Regions from separate parts of the Anas platyrhynchos genome. Here region 1 is linked to region 2. Evidence: chromatin contacts called from public Hi-C data. All regions are on one chromosome and are shown on one strand. Each heading gives the region's core, a stretch centred on a gene start, on an enhancer-like site or on the middle of the called end of the contact. The rest is flanking DNA. Distances are from core to core; before and after follow the strand shown. Region 1 overlaps ABRACL (ABRA C-terminal like). Region 2 overlaps TXLNB (taxilin beta).

Region 1 (3,895 bases), core at 539-3,038, 100 kb after region 2:
ATTCTACATCAAGGCAGCCCAAACCAGGAATTATGCAACACAAGGTTTAAAGCGCAGCTTGAGAAAACCAGAGCAGACGCACTGATCTGATCAAGCAATCAGTTTAACCCAGTGTTTTGCCTCCAGCAGCGACCAAGTGCAGGCATTTGGCAAAAGAATATAGTAAATGAAAACTATCGGTTGATCCCCTGGTTTCCCTCCAGGCTCCTGGCACTTACTGGATTAGGTTAGGGATTTCCTGAGCTAAAGGTTATAACCTAATCATCTCATTTCAAAGCCAGAGGTGGATATTTGTCTGTGAATTTGTCTAATTCCTTAAACTTAAACTTTCATTTCATGTCATCCTATGACAATCATTGCTTAATTAATTTATGGAACTATGTGAAAAAGCAGTTCTTCTTGCATATTTTTATGTTCCTTCCTGAGAACTCAGTAAGTGGTTCCAATTTCCTATGTTGTAAGCAAGGAATTATTTCATCTCCATCTTTTTCCATCAGGGTCATGACTATAGCTCTCCCACTGCTCATCTTATTTTCAAGCTGAAGAATCTTAGTTTTAATTTCTCGAAAGCTGAATGCCTTCCCATGTTGGTGACCCTTGTTGTTGTTCTTTATAATTCTACACATCATTCCTTGTTCTTATTTGAGATTGAATTACTAGAATTGTTAGCATTATTCAGTGTGTGGGTAAAGCATACGCAATGGCATAATGATGCTTTCTATTTTGTCCTCAGTCCTAACAATTTCCAACATCTTACTTGCCTTTCCGAAAACTGCTGAGCACTGTGCACGGTGATTTCACAAACTATTTGCAAAGTGGTAGCAATTAATTGTTCTGTTACAGATAATTAGGATTGTTCCCTCCACCCCCGCATATTACTTTGTGTTTTTCAATAAAACAACCATTGGCTGTTTTACTGTATGATCTGAAATAGGACACACACACGTTGTCATGTTTTTAACTGTCATCAATAACAACTTTGAACACAGATTCAAGCAGAGATCCTGCTAAAAGTACTTTCTCCCGCAGGAAAGTTGGCCACCAGCTCTATGTCTGTCTCCTCCTACCTTTGAGGTAGTTACTGATCCTGAATGCAGCCTGTCTTCTTATCCCATGAGAAATTAGTTTTGCAAAAGTGTTTAGTGTTTGCAGTAAACATGTTGTAAACGTGCTGTTTAACAGGTTTCTCCCAAGACAGGCAGCACAGGCTCGGCTTGAAAAAGGCGTGTAAAAGAGTTACAAGGTCATTTGCTAGGTAATGGCCATATTGTCAGTTTTCCAGCATATTTTAGATAAATAACTACCTTTATGATAGATAAACTATGCAGTTCTTGCTTTGTACAATACTGTTCTCTTGAGTTTTTGTTGCATTATATAATGTGCTTGTGAATAGGCAGACACATGCACCACAAGCACACATGGAGGTCTCTGCTGAGAGAGAAACATGTTCTCTAGAAAACGTTCTAAGATCTGACCCTGTGATCAGCAGATTTTACCACTAGAAGAGATCATCTTATCTGCCCTCTTACATAACCCAGGTCTCACTTTGTTCTTTCAACGGGTTTTTGTTTGACTTGTTGATTCAGTAGACACATGAATTCCTGTCGCACGTACCTGCACAATCCCTTTGCTGTCACATCAGCAACTCACACCAGTACAAGATGCCAGAAATTCCTTTTACTGTCTCCAAATCTGGACAAAAATGACAGTGTTGTGATTCAACCAGGAGTGTGCGTCTTAGCCCAGTCCCGTCACGTATCTATGCAGCTGGCCTGCCGTGAGTCACTTCTCAACATGGGTGTGCCATGCTCTGCAACCCAGTGTAGGGTTGTGACTCAACCTAAAGTAGTAAAGCTACTTCAGCCCTGGCTAAAATATGTCTTTAAAAATATGTCTTTGCATGATTTAAAGATTTCAAGTGGCAGAGGACTGACTACATTCCTAATTCCCATGGACTTTGCAACACCACAGAATAAAATAAAATACCTTTTCCTTGAACAAGACAGGGTCACTGGCTGCATTAAGAAACATAAAATCACAGCAGCTCAGTGCTGGCATAGAAATCTGAGGGGAGTAAACAATAATCAGGGAGTATGGTTGTTTTTAGAGACAGTCAGAACAACTATATTGTTTGAGACAAGCCATTCAACCAGGAAAATAGCGCTGTATTCTCTTATCAACTCTGTACCCAAAGCATCTCCATCATTCTTGGTCCAGTCATTAGTCGTACTTGGCCATTCTCTCTGTCTTAAGTCAGCAGTTGTTTCAAGGGAGAAAATATTTTTTCCAAAACAAAGAACTTAGTTTTGTAAAACCTTACACGAATTTTCCTGTAAAGCCATGTCTTAAAAAATTAATTGTATGGATTCTTGTCTTTGCTTTTTGTGAGGACAAAAACCAAAGCAAAACAAAACAAAAATGTTCTCTTTTTTTCTTTTGATGAGCTGAAAAAGTAACCTAGCAAAACATAAGCATTTCTTTCAGTGTAAAAGTAAATGTGACGGGCCAGCCTCAGAACAAGACAGACTATAAATACAGACACAGTTACTGCTGACAGTCTTGGCACCTGAATGAGCACTTCCATGGAATTAAATGGAGTGATTCACTTACACTGTTATTCACCTGTGTCTGCCTGTGATGGAGGCCTTATTTCAGAAATGGCCTCAGGGCATCATCCCCTCCTTGTTATCCACTAGATGCCTCAAACAATGCAATGCCTCTTCTCCCTAGATTAAGCATGCTAATCTTTACTACAGCTGAGCAGAAAAGGGGAGGAGTACTTAAAATTCTTGATGTAAATGACTGAAATGACTTGCCCTACAGCTAACCCGAGAGTAAACCTCTGCATAATGACAGAAATATGCTACATCAGTACAGCCTAAAAGACTGCACTCATAACGTTGACTGTCAAAAGAAGTATGGGATGACCTTAATCATATGTCTGATAGTAGTTACGTGAGAACCTTAGGACCAAACTCAAAACCTGTCTAAACACACACAAGGTCAGAATTAGTGCAGGATTCATGTTGAGCTTGGGTGATGCTTTTCCATATAAGAGGCTGTGAAACAAAGAAGATGTGCAGTGATGTGTTTTTTGGAGAGTATCAAAAAGTGTTTGGGGACAGTTTACACAGAGAAAAACTATATAAAAAGCTGATTGTGTTTCATGTTTTATGGTATTCTTTGCTATAACAATGAATATTTGTGAAAGAGAGGAACATGAAGACTAATTACTTTCTCAGATTCGTTTCATCAAAGTATCTCTTGTAGCAAGGAAACAGCACTACATCTCTTAATTTCCACATAGAATGGTAGCAGATGAGTCATCTAGTCCCTCTGTACTCCTGTTTAGTATGCATCACACAAAAACAAAAAGCAACAACAAAAGCCCCCTCTCCTTCCCTCTACACATATACATTCACATACTGACATTTTGGGGACTTTTCCAGAAAACCAACAAAACTGGCTTTACATAAGGTTGTCAACTAATGGTAGCAGAGATGACAGCTACATTAATAGGGAATTACTATTCACATCCCCTTCAAATACAGCTCTAGGTATAATATCTCTATTTATTAGTTTCATATAAATTTCCTTCCTAAAGCTCAAGTGTTTATAATGACTCATGACAGAAGGACATCAAATCTTCTCCTGAAGGAAATCTTACTGCAATAGTGCTGTGAATTGACATTTGTCAGAAAACATTAATTTAACATATGAAATGTTGTCAATGCAAAGCTTGCTATGTTAATTTTTTTTCAGTGGAATGTCAAGACCTCCTACTGGCCATGAAAGCATGTCAGTGGACTAATGACAGTTAATTATCATTTAATGCAATGATCCTGTTTTATACGCATTATTTTTAGGAATAAAACCTGTAACTTTGCTACTCCAC
Region 2 (3,816 bases), core at 189-2,688:
AACAAACAAAAAAAAAACCTCTGGTGCTCTTGTGTCATTCCTATTTACTTGTGAGTATCCTTCTTCAGTGTAAAAGTAATGTCATATCCTAGATATTTCTGAGAACTTTCAAACATAATTTTCTACAGCAAGTCATTTTTATGGGGGAAAAAAAAAAAAAAAAAAAAAGGACAAAAAATGCTAGGAAGGCTTTTCCTATCATGATTAAGATCAGTTTCATTCTAAGCCCCCTACCTCAAGCACAGCTTGAGTGAATCATCTAAAATTTGGACAAAGCATTAACTGCTAAGCACAGACGGCACATGCAAAATGTGAAGCAAAAAGAACATTTTGTGTGTGTTTTTATAAGGAAAGGGGAAGGGGCCAAAATCAAGCTTATAAAAAAAACACAAATCTCAGCCTTCATTACAGAGTTGTTTTTTTCCTGTACAATACTAGAAAAATTACTTCAGCTAGTGCAGCTTGATTAGATGTAGAGGCCCCTATTGTAATCTTCTGGGGTAAAAATACACAAAACACATGCTGAAAGTTGAGCGTAAACTGTAAATATACTTCAAGCTGGTGATTGCATTGGTTTGTGGTATGACTAGCTGTGATTTGATTGATAATACACAGAGCTCTGTACTGTAAGCATAAATTACAGAACATCTGCAGAAAACAGATCCTTGGGCAGAGAAAGTGCAACATATTATTTCTGTCGTCTGCCTTGTCTGAGCTGCACATTGCTCCTCTGCACTCACAAACTTTCCCAGTCATATTGGGATTAATAATTAATACCAGTGATACCATATTATTACATAATATATCCTAATAACAACTATTATTATTAAAGTTTGCATATTGCAGCTAGTGAATAACTGGAAAACATCTGGACTTTAGAAATGTCTCAATGCATTCATGCCTTTAATACAGAGAGGAGCGCTACTGTGAGTTGGAATGGAAGAAATCTTTAGAAGCTTCAGAATTGAAACAGTTCTTTGATGTTTCTGTTACGGTTAACTTGTAGTGCAGCAAATTTCTCCAGTAATAGGCATGAATCAGAAGAAATAACCAGTCCATTAGCAAGGCCGTTGCTCCCTCTTGTCCCATCTTCAGTGTCACTCTCCCCACCAGCCCTTCCAGGAACACAGGAGCTATGCATCCACAGAAACAGTTCCTAAGTGAACTGCATGGACTGTCCATAGCTTCCTCAGCAATTACATGGAGCCAAAGAGCTGGAAAGAGGCTTGATTCACTGCAAGCCACCCCAATGAGGGGATAAATGGCAGATACTCCCACGTCTGCAAGTGAGAAAAGCCTGGCAAAGAGGAAGTGTCCGCAGTTTGTTCTGGAAAGCTCTTCCCTGAAGAGCCTTGTCCTGATTTCAGCTGGGATAGAGTTAATTGTCTTCCTAGTAGCTGGTGTGGTGCCATGTTTTGGATTTAGGATGAGAATAATGCTGATAACACACCGATGTTTTTAGTTGTTGCTGAGCAGTACTTACAAGTCAAGGACTTTTCATCTTCTCATACTGTTCTGCCAGGTAGGAGGCTGGGGTTCAAAAGAAACTGTTCCTATCTCAACCCACAAGTTTGTGCACTTTTCAATTTTCTCCCCTATCCCACCGTGGGGAATGTGAGGGAACAGCTGTGTTGTGTTTAGCTGCCTGACGAGTTAAACCACAAAAAGCCTTCTGCCTCCAACAGCAGCAAAGCCCTCGCACAGACTCTATCCTTGGTGTCCAGCACCTTTTCTGCTGTTTTGTTGTTGTTGTCATTGTTGTTTTGTTTTGTTTTGTTTTCAACAGCTTTATGGTTATCTAGGAAATCTGGGGACTTCTTTTTCATGAAGTTGCAAAACAGGACAAGCTACTATTGAGTTATCTTGATGATCTGGAGAAATCTCATTGCATTACAAGCTACCAACTGTTCTTGTTCTTAACACTAAAACAAAAATAAAATCTCACAGCTGCCCTTCAAATAAATTATTTTTCTTTTCTTTCCTCTCCATCTGTTTTAACCCTCATCCCCTGCCCAGCTTGAAGAACATCGCGCTGAGCAGAAGCAGCTCAAGTACCTGCAGAAGAGGCAGGCCCAGATCACCAAGGAGAAGGACCAGCTGCAGAGTGAGCACAGCCGAGCCATCCTTGCCCGCAGCAAACTCGAGAGCCTGTGCCGGGAGCTCCAGAGGCACAACAAAAACCTCAAGGTGAGTGCTGGCCTTATCAAGATGCCCAGCAGAGAGAGGAACGATGCCCAGGACATGGTCCTGGGCAGCTGTCTCCAGGTGGTCCTTCTTTACCAGGGTGATGTAACCAGGTAACCACCAGAGGTCCCTTCCAACCTCAACCAGTCTGATCTTGTGATTCTGAGTTCACCTACATTAGCTGTAAGCTGTTCTTGTGTTACCAGGTAGTCCAGCGCAGGAAAAATAAGTAGTGCCAACAGATCAGTTACGCCAAATTTGCTGTGACAGGTCACCCTCTCCCTCCCAACAGGGTCAGTCACCCAGTACCAGGCCTAGCTGCAGGAAGTGTCCATGTTGCCCCAGCTCTCAGCTCAGCTTCAACTTGCTGGAATGGAAGGGCCAAGTGTGGAGCAGGTAGCTGGGGAAGGGTGTTTTTTAAGCTGTAGCAGCTGGGTCTTCCAGAAGGCACCTTCTTAAATCCCTGAGACTGCAAATGTGAATACAGGTGTGTGGCCAGAATTATATGAACACCAGATTTGCTGTACAGGACTCACAGAAGGACGGCAGTTGTTTTCATATTATTTGAGTACCTGGGCGTTTTCAAGTGATCTGTCTGTCAGTCAGGACATTTTCCTCAAGACATCAAGCCTAGAAACACCAAGGATGCTGACACTGTGGAAGTTGTCTGGATTACAAACACCAGTTCAGAAAGGAAATCCTCAAGAGTGTCAAGAGGCTGGGATCCATATACCACATCTGCCTTGGTGCACCATGCCATTTAAATACGAAATTTATAATCTGGTTATGGTTCTTGAAAAGTTCTAGGTTCAAGATATATGTTTCTGTTGTGATCTTTCTTTATACTTTTGAAAATATGTTAGTGAAAGTAGTGTTATACAAAAAGCCTCTCTCTGCTTGCTCTATTCAAAATCCTTTATGGAGGTACAGTTACAAGTAGAATAAAACATATGAATTCTTAGCAAAAACCTCACCCGATATAACCTCTATTAACTGTAATAGTTTTTCATTCACTTTCACCAGCTCAGGAGTGGGCGTTCAAGGGCTAGCCTTAACTTTTACTATATGTTGATTAGAATATATCTGTTAAAGGAAAGAGCCTTGTCTAAACACAAACTATGCATGAGTAGGTGTAAAGTAGTTTAACAGACAGGAAGCATATCTCCGTGTGCTCAGTTACAGTAGCTCAAAACTGTCAGTGTCAAATAAATTCTTGCCTATCATTTGTAGCAAACCTGGTGTATATTAAGCTATGTCTCAGTATCGATCCACACTGATGTACCAGACCATCTCTGGCAAAATCTCTCAGCAAAAATACAAACCAATTTTAAAGTGATTTAAGACTACAGCTCTCTGTATAGACTTAACTGAGTTTTCTAAAGCAATCAAATCATATGCCCGTCAGTGGAAAAAGGTATAGGGAAAAACTAATTATATTCAGAAAACATATCTGAAACAGGTTTTGTTGAATGATCTCCCAGCTATCATATGCTTATTAATCCCACTAGTAGAGAATAACAGTTTTTCTTTCTCTTTGCATACAAATAATTTGCCATGCATTTCATCTTTACATTTAGGAAAGTCTCTTTCCAACATCTTCCCACTTGTTGGGCTGCAGCTTTGCAACTAAGT

Evidence for each region. Hi-C and Micro-C count contacts between places; a contact is called where the count stands out from the background.
Region 1: a contact with region 2 is called in a Hi-C map of skeletal muscle, with 1.6 times the contacts expected there. The contact joins two enhancer-like sites. A contact is called at or near these places in 3 of 8 Hi-C or Micro-C datasets (liver, skeletal muscle and subcutaneous adipose tissue).

What each region holds. Positions count from the first base shown.
Region 1 is chr3:59,651,338-59,655,232 of IASCAAS_PekinDuck_T2T, forward strand. The region is part of intron 1 of ABRACL (ABRA C-terminal like); the gene reads right to left. Among named protein-coding and RNA genes, the nearest start is that of ABRACL, 11 kb to the right of the region's middle. Within about 2 kb of position 1,789, at least 3 of the 8 cell types and tissues checked have an H3K27ac peak or open chromatin away from gene starts, as enhancers often do.
Region 2 is chr3:59,546,898-59,550,713 of IASCAAS_PekinDuck_T2T, forward strand. It overlaps TXLNB (taxilin beta), which reads left to right. Exons shown (of 11, transcript XM_072035967.1): 5 at 2,017-2,187. Among named protein-coding and RNA genes, the nearest start is that of TXLNB, 18 kb to the left of the region's middle. Within about 2 kb of position 1,439, at least 2 of the 8 cell types and tissues checked have an H3K27ac peak or open chromatin away from gene starts, as enhancers often do.